Regions from separate parts of the Danio rerio genome. Here region 2 is linked to region 1. Evidence: chromatin contacts called from public Hi-C data. All regions are on one chromosome and are shown on one strand. The core of a region is the stretch at or near the end of the contact, and the rest is flanking DNA. Distances in the headings are between cores, read along the strand shown. Region 1 overlaps magi1b (membrane associated guanylate kinase, WW and PDZ domain containing 1b). Region 2 holds the start of rhol (rhodopsin, like).

The links. Hi-C and Micro-C count contacts between places; a contact is called where the count stands out from the background.
Region 2: a Hi-C map of hematopoietic stem cells shows a contact between it and region 1, with 3 times the contacts expected there. The contact joins the promoter of rhol here to the enhancer-like site in region 1. A contact is called at or near these places in 4 of 18 Hi-C or Micro-C datasets (caudal fin, embryo, hematopoietic stem cells and 1 more) and 1 of 4 datasets of contacts at active chromatin or transcription factors (caudal fin).

The regions. Positions count from the first base shown.
Region 1 is chr11:21,116,241-21,122,455 of GRCz12tu, forward strand. It overlaps magi1b (membrane associated guanylate kinase, WW and PDZ domain containing 1b), which reads left to right. Exons shown (of 22, transcript NM_001007063.2): 5 at 1,156-1,372; 6 at 3,734-3,816; 7 at 5,732-5,767. Among named protein-coding and RNA genes, the nearest start is that of rhol, 71 kb to the right of the region's middle. Within about 2 kb of position 4,806, at least 3 of the 62 cell types and tissues checked have an H3K27ac peak or open chromatin away from gene starts, as enhancers often do.
Region 2 is chr11:21,186,022-21,191,972 of GRCz12tu, forward strand. It overlaps rhol (rhodopsin, like), which reads right to left and starts at 4,096. Exons shown (of 1, transcript NM_001110031.1): 1 at 1,781-4,096. The coding sequence starts at 4,077. The coding sequence ends at 3,010.

The DNA.
Region 1 (6,215 bases), core at 3,556-6,055:
GATTCTTTGATGAATAACAAATAAAGAATTTCATTGATTTAAAACAGAATTATTTGGGAACTTTCAAACCTTTTCACCGTCGACTTGTTTGAATCACGGGAGATGTATTTGAGACACATTATTAACAGCTGTAAACAGCAGATGGTATTGTCTGCCAACTTGTGAATGAAGTCCTGTTTACACCTGCTGTTTTAATCCATCTTGCTTGTCCACTTTCAGCCAATTTTATCATTTATTTGAGAGGAGGCTCTTCATTTTGTCATCTTTCCATATAGTATTCTAGATAAGAAAGGAAGATGATGTAAAACAACATGGAGAGCTTTGTTTATGCCCTGATACCAGCAAAACTCTGTGGGTTTGTGTTTGAATTAAGAGAACTTTTATATTTATCCATCCTCAATCCAAATTCTCAATTTCAGATGGCAAAATTGATCCTGCCTGGCTAATGTGCTTTATGTGGTTCAGTTGTGTCTTTTGTGGCTGTCTGAATGCATTTGTCCATGACACAAGCAATCTGGTCAAATGCATTTTCAGCTACCACTCAAAATGTTTCAGACCCCATTTACATCTGTATTTAGTGACATCCATTTGTGATCAGATTGGCAATAGAAAAAGAGTGCATTTTAATACCAGATGTGAACAAGGCCTGCATTACCCAAGACACATACGTTTTTTGTAAACATTGAGCCTTTTTAAATATACTGTAGCTGTAATCGTATATTTTTACTTGAAGAGCTTATTTGTTTTATATTGCATGCCATGTTCAATATCCAAGTTTATTCTAGAGCTCTTGATTTAAAATAGGCAATAAGTCGTCTTATTCACACAGGCTTGCGCCTTTCATTTGGCAGAGTGGTTTGATTTATAGCAGTTTTTAATTCATTGCGATGCATTTGAGATTCCTCACCTCTTCAAGAAGGTGAAGGGTTTAACTGTTTGCACTGTCTTTATTGACTTAAGGAGATGTTTGTGATTTGAGTGTCAGACGGCCAGGTGTCGATATGCAGATTTGTGAATAGTAAGTGTAAATGGGGATTCGATCACTCCAGAGTTCACAGGAAGTGAGAAAGAGGGAGGTTCTTTGGTAGATTGATTGGGGATGCAGTTTTTTGCTGGATGTTGAACTGAGAGGGTCTACGCTTGTGTGCATTGCAGGAGACTCGAGCGAACCGGACGATCACCCCTCCGTGAGGCCCTTCGCCCGCGACCAACTTCAACCCTACGGGCTCAACAACACCTCGGCGTCAACCACGGAGAGCTCTCAGAACACACACACACACCCCGCCTACCCAACGGAGGAGGACCCACTGGGCCCTCTGCCTGAAAACTGGGAGATGGCGTACACGGAGAATGGAGAGGTCTACTTTATAGAGTAAGAAGATGATTAATTTATTGTTATTTTATTCAAACTATTTACTGTTAGTGTTTTTGGACACTGGACAATTTGGGAATGTGTGGATGACCGATAAATAAATTAATTGGCTTCCAACTATTGATGAAAAAATAGCAAAAATGGCTCAAATGTATGACAAACAATAACAGGCATTTCATATTTATAAAAACTGAACACATAATATTCATGTAGTGGCTTTTTATTATTATTTTTTATTATTATTGACAGTTTCAGCTAATTAATAATAATAATGTTTTTTTTTTTTTTGCTTTGCTTTGGCACAATAAAACATCAAAGGAAGTCAAATCAATTTTAAAACAAATAAAAAATTCAATTACGGCTCAAATGTAAGACAAATACTATCAGGCATTTGATAATTATGTAAATCGGACGCATAATATTGTTATTTTGAAAGTAGTGGCTTTTTAACTTTGTTAATGTTGTTGACTGTTTCAGCTATTTGATAATTGAGAAGTTTTTTGTCTTTTTTTATTTTATTTTTTTTATTTAGTTTAGTTTTTTGTTTTGTTTTGTTTTTTGTCTTGTGGCTTTGTAATTTTGTTAATGTTGTTGATTGTTTCAGCTATTTGATAATTGAGAATTTTTTTGTCTTGGTTTTTTTTGTGTCTTTTATGTAGTTTAGTTTTTTTGTTTCAGCTATTTGATAATTAAGAAGTTTTTTGTTTTGTTTTGGCACAATGAAACATCAATGGAAGTAAAATCAATTTTAAAATAAATTCAAATTTAAATAATGTAACGGGTAATTGGCTTCAAATTATTGATAAAATAAACAAAAATGGCTCAAATGTATGGCAAACAATAACAGGCATTTGATAATTATGTAAACTGGTCATATAATAAAATATTTTTAAGTAGTAGCTTTTTAAATTTTTTAATGTTAATGATGATTTCAGCTATTTGATAAATAAGAAGTTTTTTTTTTCGTTTTTGCACAATGAAACATTAAAGGTAGTAAAATCAATTTTAAAATAAATAGAAATTCAAATAATGTTGTGGGTAATTGGCTTCAAATTATTGAGAAATGGCAAAAACGTCTCAAATGTATGGCAAAAAATAACAGGCGTTTGATAATCATGTATTCTAGACGCATAATGTTATTTTGAAGTATTGGCTTTAATTTTATTAGTGTTATTGATTGTGTCAGCTATTTGATAATTTTGATGATTTTGTTTTGTTTTGTTTTGTTTTGTTTTGTTAGAAGTTGTGTTTTGTTTAGCTTTTTTTTTCTTTTGTTTTGTCTTGTTTTGTGTTTGTTTTGTTAATGTAAGAATTAAATACCAAAATATGAAATAGTATTGTTATTTTATTGATTAATTATTGCTAAAAGGCATGGCAAAAAAATCGCTCAAATATAGCAATCAATATAATGGACGGACCCTTTTCACATTTCCAGGTTTCTCAGTAGCGGAAGTTGTCATAGTTGGGTAAACTTAGCACAGTGAATGGGAGACGGCAAATATTTTTTTTACAAACCTATTTGCTGAAATAATAAAAGAAAAAAAAATCCACAATGGTGTTAAAAGACTTTCTTAGTATAGACAAAATTGTGAGAGACTGATAACAGCAGCCAAAAGAGAGACAAATGTCACATTTACTTTCCTGTCCATAGATGCTGCATTAAAAAAACCTTGCACAAGCGGTAATTATTATTTTTTGTAATCTGATGCAATGGTGATATAATAAATTTGTGAATACATATACATGTACATACATTTTTTTATCTAAATATTATACATTTTTAAGGATTTAAGTAACTGATGAGCGTTAAACGTATCACAACAGTCTTCTGAAAATATCTTTAGGTCTTCAGGATTAATATATAGTGAGTTTTTCATTGTTACTTATGTATTTGAATTACGGCACTTACATTTTTAATATTTTCAAACAGTAACTTAAAATAAATAGCTTTAATAATTTCTCAAAAGAGTGACTCCTGTGAAGCGCCACACAGAAGTGAAATTAAATAGGAGGGAAGTTCTAAGATCATTGCAGATGTAACTTGGTTTGATTTTTTGATTCTAATCTAATAAAATTCATGGATTTCTAAGCGTGAGTAAAGTGTCCCAAACTGTTCCCAAATTATTCTCAGCACCACTTTCAGTATATTTAGATATTTTGAATGAACACAGTTTGCACTATAAATAGTTCTATGTTTCCTATTTTAGCTTCAGAAAAGGCAGTTATTTAGATATCAGGTCAGGAAATATCAAACCTGGCGGTGCCTTTAGTATACGTATGTTTTCCTGTCTGCTGGGGTGCAGGATGTTGTTGTGAGCAGTCAACAATACCTTACCGTCTGCTTTCTGCTTCTATTCTCAGCCACAACACAAAGACAACATCCTGGATCGACCCTCGATGCCTGGACAAACCTCAGAAACCCCTGGAGGAATGTGAAGATGATGGTATGCAAAAGTTTCTGTCTTTTTGTGCAAATATCAATTTCATGGTTATTACTATTATTATACTGTTGTTATTATTATACGCATTCTTAAAGCATGTTTGTGCATGTGTGGCTTTGTGCATTTATAGGTTTTAATGTTGTAAGTTTGACATAATATCACTATGTCACGATTGTGAATTCCATTTCAGACATTAAAATGGGGTTGCAAATACTGATTATTTTTATAATAAATCTAGTAATCAGTTAAAGAAAGGCAAGACACTGCAGGGGAAAAAGGGGGAAAATAGGTAATTTTTATCACCATACGTCCTCAGTGGATTAACTTCCTATTGTTTCGTGATTGCAAGATTCTAAAAATATGCAAATGAGGCATTGATTTAATTAGTATGCATCTGATTTGCATTTTTAAACCAAAAAAAAATAAAAAACGGAAAAAAAACGAAATTTTTTTTAAACAGAATATTAAAAAATGTTGAATAAAATTATATAGAAAAATTATTTCGCAAATGATGTATAAACAACTCCCCCCCCCCCCCCCATAAAAAGCTTCAAAATATAGATATGAATAAGAAACGTAAAGTTTGTGTACGAGCTGCTAAACTGGAGATTTATTGTTTAGTACAGAAGAAAAAAATATTTTAATAAAAGAGTATTAAAAGAGTATATGTGTTGGGATTGAAATCTACATCAAGTGCAATAAAAGAACCGCTTAAAGTTGATTTTCAGATATTCTCTTTCCATTAAGCTGAAAAAAGACTGACAGTACCTTTTCTTAATCGAAAAAATATATATTTTAATCTGTTATTAAGACTTATTCCCCATCCTAGCCTTATCTGAATGTAATGCAATGCAAGGAAACATATCTCACACTTAATTTAATCATTTAATTGATGTAGGCCTAGCTGCAATTCGTAGATCAGACGATGTAAAAGCCACATCTACTGTAATCTCTTGATGGTCTGTAGATGGCGCTCTTGAGCTTTCAAATGTTTAGCAGACACTCACCCTGTGACTAAATGACTGAGGCAGCTGCTGTAATGCTGCAAGGAGGGTCTGGATTAAACCCAATCTCCTCACACAAAACAAATAATAAAGCTCTGTAGCTGATTTTCCTGTGGTGGGTTGTGCTGAATATGAGTGTATTTGCTCAGATCTCACTTAATAATTCTGTATTAACAAAGGCTTAACTCAGATAATTTCTTTTTCTTTTAATTAAGGGCACTTTTTTAGGGGTTTAACAAAGCATTCATTTCACAATTCTTCCAACACAGACACTTATATAAAAAATACATATATATATATATATATATATATATATATATATATATATATATATATATATATATATATATATATATATATATATATATATATATATATATAATAAATCATATAGTTATGTATTACTGTATATCATAATAAATTAATATAAAATGTTAATTGATACTAATAGTATTTATAATATAAAATATAATTATATGTTATGAATTTAAGTTTATTCTAAAAAGGCTTATTTTAGTAAGCAATTTAATTTCATTTCCATTTTATATTGATTATTTACATTTTCAAGGTTTATTATTATGTGTTGCAGCAATACATGTCTAAACTAAAATAAAGTCAATGAGAATCCATAAACATGATGCACTGTTTTCCAGTACAGATATGTATGAAATATTCTGAAATAATTTTACTGTAAAATCCTTCTGTAATGGGTCGCTACAGCCCTACTAAATAATAGATTTGATCTAAAAGTGATTTCCACTCTATTTTTTGTAGTTTTTTGGGATAATTAAAGGGCTTCAAGCTTTTATTTTGCTTCTGATCAACAACTAACCCTCTCTGCCTCTCTGCCACCCTTCCTCTTTTTCTCTGGTCCTGCTTGCGTGCACCTGCCCCTTTTATTCCCTGATGAGAAGAAGGGGTCCATACAGAGGAGCTGGACAATGAACTAGGTAGGCCACAATCCCACTGGGAAACTTTTTTTTAACTTGTAAACCCAGCCTACATGTTTTTTATTTTTTTGAGTGTAGACCGATCCTTCTGTGCTGCTTTGGGACCAGATGTTTTCTCTGAAATACTGGATTTAATTATGAAAACAGAGCCCACAATTGATCCCAGATCAGCGCAGAAGGAAACGTCTACCCACAGTGCACGTGCAATGCCACGCTTTGTAGATGTAGAATCATTTTTCATTTTGAAATTGTTTATAAATTTAATGGCAAAAAAATGCATAGAATTAAACAAGCAATTTCGAAGTAGAAAAATGAAAATTGTTATCTTAAATTGATGAAGTGAAAATGAAGTGTTATCTTATTAAAGGGACAGTCCACCCAAAAAAGACAAATCTGTCATTATTTACTCACCTAAAAAGAACACAAAATAAATTTGTTAGTATTTTCA
Region 2 (5,951 bases), core at 2,846-5,345, 69 kb after region 1:
AGCATGTGGGCATCGTCTTTAAGGCGGCACACAGTACTTGGGTCACATGTTGATAATTGGTATGTGGGCCATGTGAGTTTGGTCTATCTTGACCCACATTTAAAATACATTTTTATTATTTTCAAATAAAGGAAAAACATTCTACAAATCAGATCACTTCGAGAAAAAGCACACCCATAGCATGCCTAAAGCACAAGGATTCATGGGTTTATCAATTTCATAGCAGTTGTGACACACCAACACATCTGGCCCAGTTCAGGCTCAGTTATGAGTTATTAACTTGGCTGAGACTTGGCCCAGATATTATCCATGTTTGGCCCTTGTCCGTAAGCCAGACTTGGTCCAGTCATGTGTACCTTAATTCACTGAGGCATGTGGGCCAAGCAAAAGCTGATTGTATGGGCCAGATCAAGGCCAAATATATTTTGTTATGTGGGTATTTATTCTTATATCTATTATTATATTTGATAATAATCTTGAAATATGTATTTATTTTAAAATATAAAAACATGACTCTGCAGATGATGGACTATGTCTAATGTCAGGCACAAGAGGAAAAAAAGGTTGTATCATTCCTGGAATAAAACCATCGAGCTACCTGGTGTGAATGGTTGTTATTTTGACCTCATTTCAGTCCCACTGCTGCATCCAAGAATAGAAGGCCTACATTTTGGAGAATTAAAAAAATAAATGGAGTGACGTCAGCTATACACTGTTGCTCTCCAGACGTGCAAAGTATGCAGACTTCCCAACATCCATATCAATCTATCTATCGTTCTATCTAGTTGTTTTGTGTATCATTCTATTGTTCTATCATTCAATCTATCGCTCTCTCTCCCTCTGTATCAGTGGTTGTGCTCGTCTCTTCTGTTTATTCAGGTCTGAATTTGTATTCTGTTGTACTCCGGGGGAGGGTTGGACGTTTCTGGGTTGCCATAGTTACCTCAAGGTCATTTTTACAGAGTTTCATAGGCGTTTGTTTCCAGAGAGCAAGGTGCAAAACCCATAAAAAGCCTACAAGAATAATGAAAATTGATTGAATTTTAAAAGTTGAATTTTCCTTCTTGTCATAGATGATGACAGAAAATGACTTTGCAGTTGACTGTGGTAAGTCAGAGAACATTTTTTTTTTGTTCATTGTGAAGAAACATATTGCAGTTTTCTATATATGACACTACATTAATTTAGATTTGATTAAAAAAAGAGTGATTATTTTGCTTACTTCATTGAACGCCTTTATTGTTTAACACTGTTTTGCAGATGATATGGTACTATAATAATAATAATAATGAATGCATTTTACTTAAAGGCGCCTTTCATGACACTCAAGGTCACCATACAGGACAGCTAGACCAATCAATTCAAATAAAAACACTATACAAGTCAATAGAAAACAATTCAAACTTTAAAAATGCGGTCAGGTTAAAGTGAATAAGCTGTTCTAAACAGATGTGTTTTGAGTTTGGATTTAAATTGAGAAAGAGAGTCTAAACTACGGAGATCAGGAGGGAGTGAATTCCAAAGCTGAGGAGCAGAGTGGCTGAAAGATCTGCTCCCCATGGTGATGTAATATTAGAAAGGAATTTCTGCAACCCTTAAAACAATGAAACTTGTGAATCTAATGGAGTTGAGGGCTATACTTGTTTCTCATTACGCTAAAATTCATTTGTTCTAAATAAATTAAGCAAATCATAGGATATATGATAAAAATGTAGCAAACACTGATACATGGAAATATTTTATGAAATATATTTTAAATATTTTAAATAATGCATTATGATACATTTAAAAATGCCTTTTATTCTTGAAATAGCAAAGCTTAACAGCCATTACCTCAGTCTTTATCCTTTTAATATTCTGAGTTGTTGCTCAAGAAAAATTATAATAATTATTATTATTATTATTATTATTATTGTTGTTGTTGTTGTTGTTGTTGTTGTTGTTGTTGTTGTTGTTGTTGTCATCACCGATTTTGAAAACAATTCTCACTGCAGTTGATTGGTAAAATGTGTTGTATTTCACTTCACTACAAAATCCAGCATCTCACAGCAACTAAAATATACATTAACTTGGAATAAAATCAGTAAACAGCATTTCCTTAATTGCCCACTGTAAAGTGATTAGCAAAACTTCTCCTACACAGTTCTTAATAAGCCTGTTTCCTTGCATTAATTTATACGAAACAACTAAAATGCATGTTCAAATTACACTGCTTAAAAAAGCATCCACATAACAGCCACGTTTCAATAAATAGCAAAGATAATCCTATATTTGACAACTACTGTAAGTCGAATAACAATATTTTGACCATTGCAATTGATCAAATGAATACATGCTTGCTGTATTTCTTTCAAAATAGAAAAATAAATAAAATCTTATCTTATATGTCTTACGAATCTTATACTGTTTGTATATTCAGTAACACTTTAAAATAATGGTCCATAGTTAATGTTAGTTAATGTATTTACTAACATGAACAAACTATTAGATATATGTTTATTATGGTTATTTATTCATCTTTGTTAGCGTTATTTAATCTTTTTTCTTTTCTGCTTATTCCCTCATAAACCAGGGGTGGCCACAGCGGAATGAACCGCCTTAACGTTATTTAGTGTCATTTATTTTAACTTACATTAGTTTATATGAACTCATGGTGCATTAACTAATGTTAACAAGGACAACTTTTGTTTTAATAATGCATTAGTTAGTGAACAAGGTTATTATTGGCACTTAGGTCATGTTAGTAAATACATGAACTAATGGGGCATTATTCTAAAGTGTTACCATAAGTAAAAGAAAATATGTAAATATAAAATCACACATTTTTATAATAAACTAATATTCTTGATATATTATTAGAACAATTATAGTAATTGCACATAATATTTAAAATATTTTTTGAAACATATCTATACAACTCCATCTTTCATTTCAGAATCTTCCATAAGTCCTGTCATAATCTGCAGGCAGTGGAGTTGTGTTTTCCACAAATAGCCCAGAGCCTGAGCCTCAGGCAGAAGAAGCTGAGCTAGAGGAGACGGACGAGGTCTCAGTCTTAGACTTAGAGCTGGAGCTTCCTTCCTCCTCATCTTGGAACGGATCCTTTCCACAACACACCGTCATCATCATGGAGTGTCGAAACTGCTTATTCATGAAGACGTAAATGAGCGGGTTGTAGAGAGCTGAGCTCTTGGCAAAAAAAGCCGGGACCGTCATAAAAACAGGGCCGAATTGACTCCCCTGGTGGGTGAAGATGTACCAGGCCACGCTGGCATAGGGGAGCCAACATATTAAAAATGCGATGACCATGAGGATCACCATTCGGGTCACTTCGCGCTCAGCCCTTTGTGTAGTTTCTGATTCTTGCTGCTGGGCAGCTGCAACCTTCACAGTGCAAAGCAGGCGCCCATAGCAGAAAGAAATGATGGTGAGAGGGATTGAGAAATGAACCACGAACATATAGATGACAAACGACTCGTTCTCAGTCTCAGGATTCGGCGTATAGTAGTCCACTCCGCAAGAGCACTGCAAGCCTTCGGGGATGTACCGGGACCATCCTAGGAGTGGAGGAATGGCACACGAACAGGCCATCGACCAAGAAAAAGCCACTCCTAAGGTAGCATGAAGTTGTGAGAAGCGAAATTTGGTGAAAGGCTTGCAAACGACTACCCATCTCTCAACAGCCAGAACAACCAAAGACCAAAGTGCAATCTCACCGCCAACGGTTGCAAAAAGACCCTCTAAGTTGCAACCAGCCCGTCCCAGGACAAAGTATCCATGCATGGAGGTGTAGAAGGTCGTTGTAAATCCACCGAACACCATAAACAAGTCAGCCACCGCTAAATTCAGAAGGATATAGTTCAGAGGCGTCCGGAGCTTCTTGTTTTCGATGGTTACGTACAAAGTGAGACCGTTGACAGGAACGCAGGTCACGATGAGGAACAGCATGTACGCGGCCATGCAGTAGAACGCAAACGGAGATGCCAAGTAGTATTGTGGGTATTCATAAGGGCTGCGCACCACGCCACTCTCATTCGACATGGGAACGTAAAAGTCTGGTCCCTCTGTGCCGTTCATGGTTGCTGGTTTGCTGTAGGTGGCTTTGGTATGGGAAAGTTGAGCACAGTCTGTTTTGATGCCTTTACAGGACAGATTATAGATTAGTATATTTTGACCCCTCAGCATAATATGGTTTAGGCTATGCTTATGATAATCTCTGAGTCCACAGAGGTGCTCATAGTGTGATCGGGTCATGTGGATTGAGTCTGTCTACATCAATTGGGTTAGACAGGTCAGTTGGTGGATGGAGCAATAAATTTTTGTTTATAGTCCAACACCTCTACAGTTTCATGTTTTAACAGAATATAGGCTATTATAGTCAACTAAAAGAGTACATGAACGAATACAGACATTTTTAAGTATAAAGACTCAGTTAGTGTGTATATTTTCATAACAAAATAAGTGTTCATGAAAAAATGTGATATGTGGTCTTGCTTCATGCTGAGCACTGTTGTTCATCATCTTTTGATTTGATTTGTGTTTCATACAGCTTTATATGTTGTTCATTTGTGTTTGTCTCTAGCCTTGACCCTTATTTGAACCTGAAAGGCTTTGACGTACTGTTTATCGTAGATACTGTATGTGTGAGTAGATGCCACATTCATTTCCAGCATGTTGACTTGTCATCACTCGCAGTAGAAAAATCAATGAGTTTTCCAAGATACCTCTTCGTTGCACAGCCTCTGGTTGTAAAAACTGCTGAGATTTAAAGTCTGCATGAAATGAAAATGTACAATGTCTGCTTTGCTAGCATACATTGATAGTCTTAAGGTGAACAATTAATCCATGCAAGTTAATTTATTAAAAAAAAAATTGTTTTAGTAATATCTTTTATCAAAATCAAACCATTCACAGTGGTTGATTGGCAGCCCAACTCTAATGACATCAGTTTGATGACATGAAATCTGCATACCTGCCAACACTCCAGTATGTCATACTCATCTACCCTTACCTTACCGTTTTGTTATTTGTCCTGGAAAACTCCCATAATTCCACCCCTACATTCTTTTCTGGAATAGTCTCCAACAACAGTCCCACCTCGGTCCTCATCTATTTTGCCACGGTGTCCAACAACAGTCTCCCGGTTATCACTAACATCGCAAACAACACCCCCGGTTCTCAGATCTTGCCTACACCCCCAACCCCCTGCCGATTATATCCAGTTCCACCCAATCCACCCCCCCACCCCTTAATATCCAGTTTAAAATGTTATCATACTAAAATAACAGTCTGCATGAACTTCCAGTTCACACTGAGATCAAATTTCAGAAGAAGCAGGATGACCTTTACAGGTGAGAATTGTTTAAATTGTGTTTTTATAAACATATTAGAGGAATGTGTGTTTTTTTTTACTTTAGTAATGTCATTTAAAGGTCCTTTCACACTGAGAACTATTAAACAGCATGAATGTGTGATGCCCTAAACAATCGCTTTCCATTGGATCATTTCACAACAGGTATGACCCATGTTAACAACAACAAAAAAAGATAAACAAAGAAAGAAAGGTGTGTATCATATCACATATGCACTAAAGTCTATGCTATTTTGTAGGATATGTAGTGCATTCATAACGAAAATTCTACAATAATAAGTGCACATTAAAAAACCAGATGATGCATCTATTCAACCTATGAACAGAATCCCTTTTGTCTCGATAAACAGATTCATTCACTCAACAGTTGCAGCTTTGCTCATGTGGCAGAAGGAGAGGAGCTATCAGCACTAAGGTTTGATTGCTGTTTTTATTTCAGATTTTGCAACCAAAATTCTCCAACGTAAGTGACACATACAAATACAAATAGTATAGCATTAGACAGAAAGGGAAAAATAAAAATAACAATAATCATAGTATTGATAAAAATAATACTAAAATGACTAAATTAAACAAACAA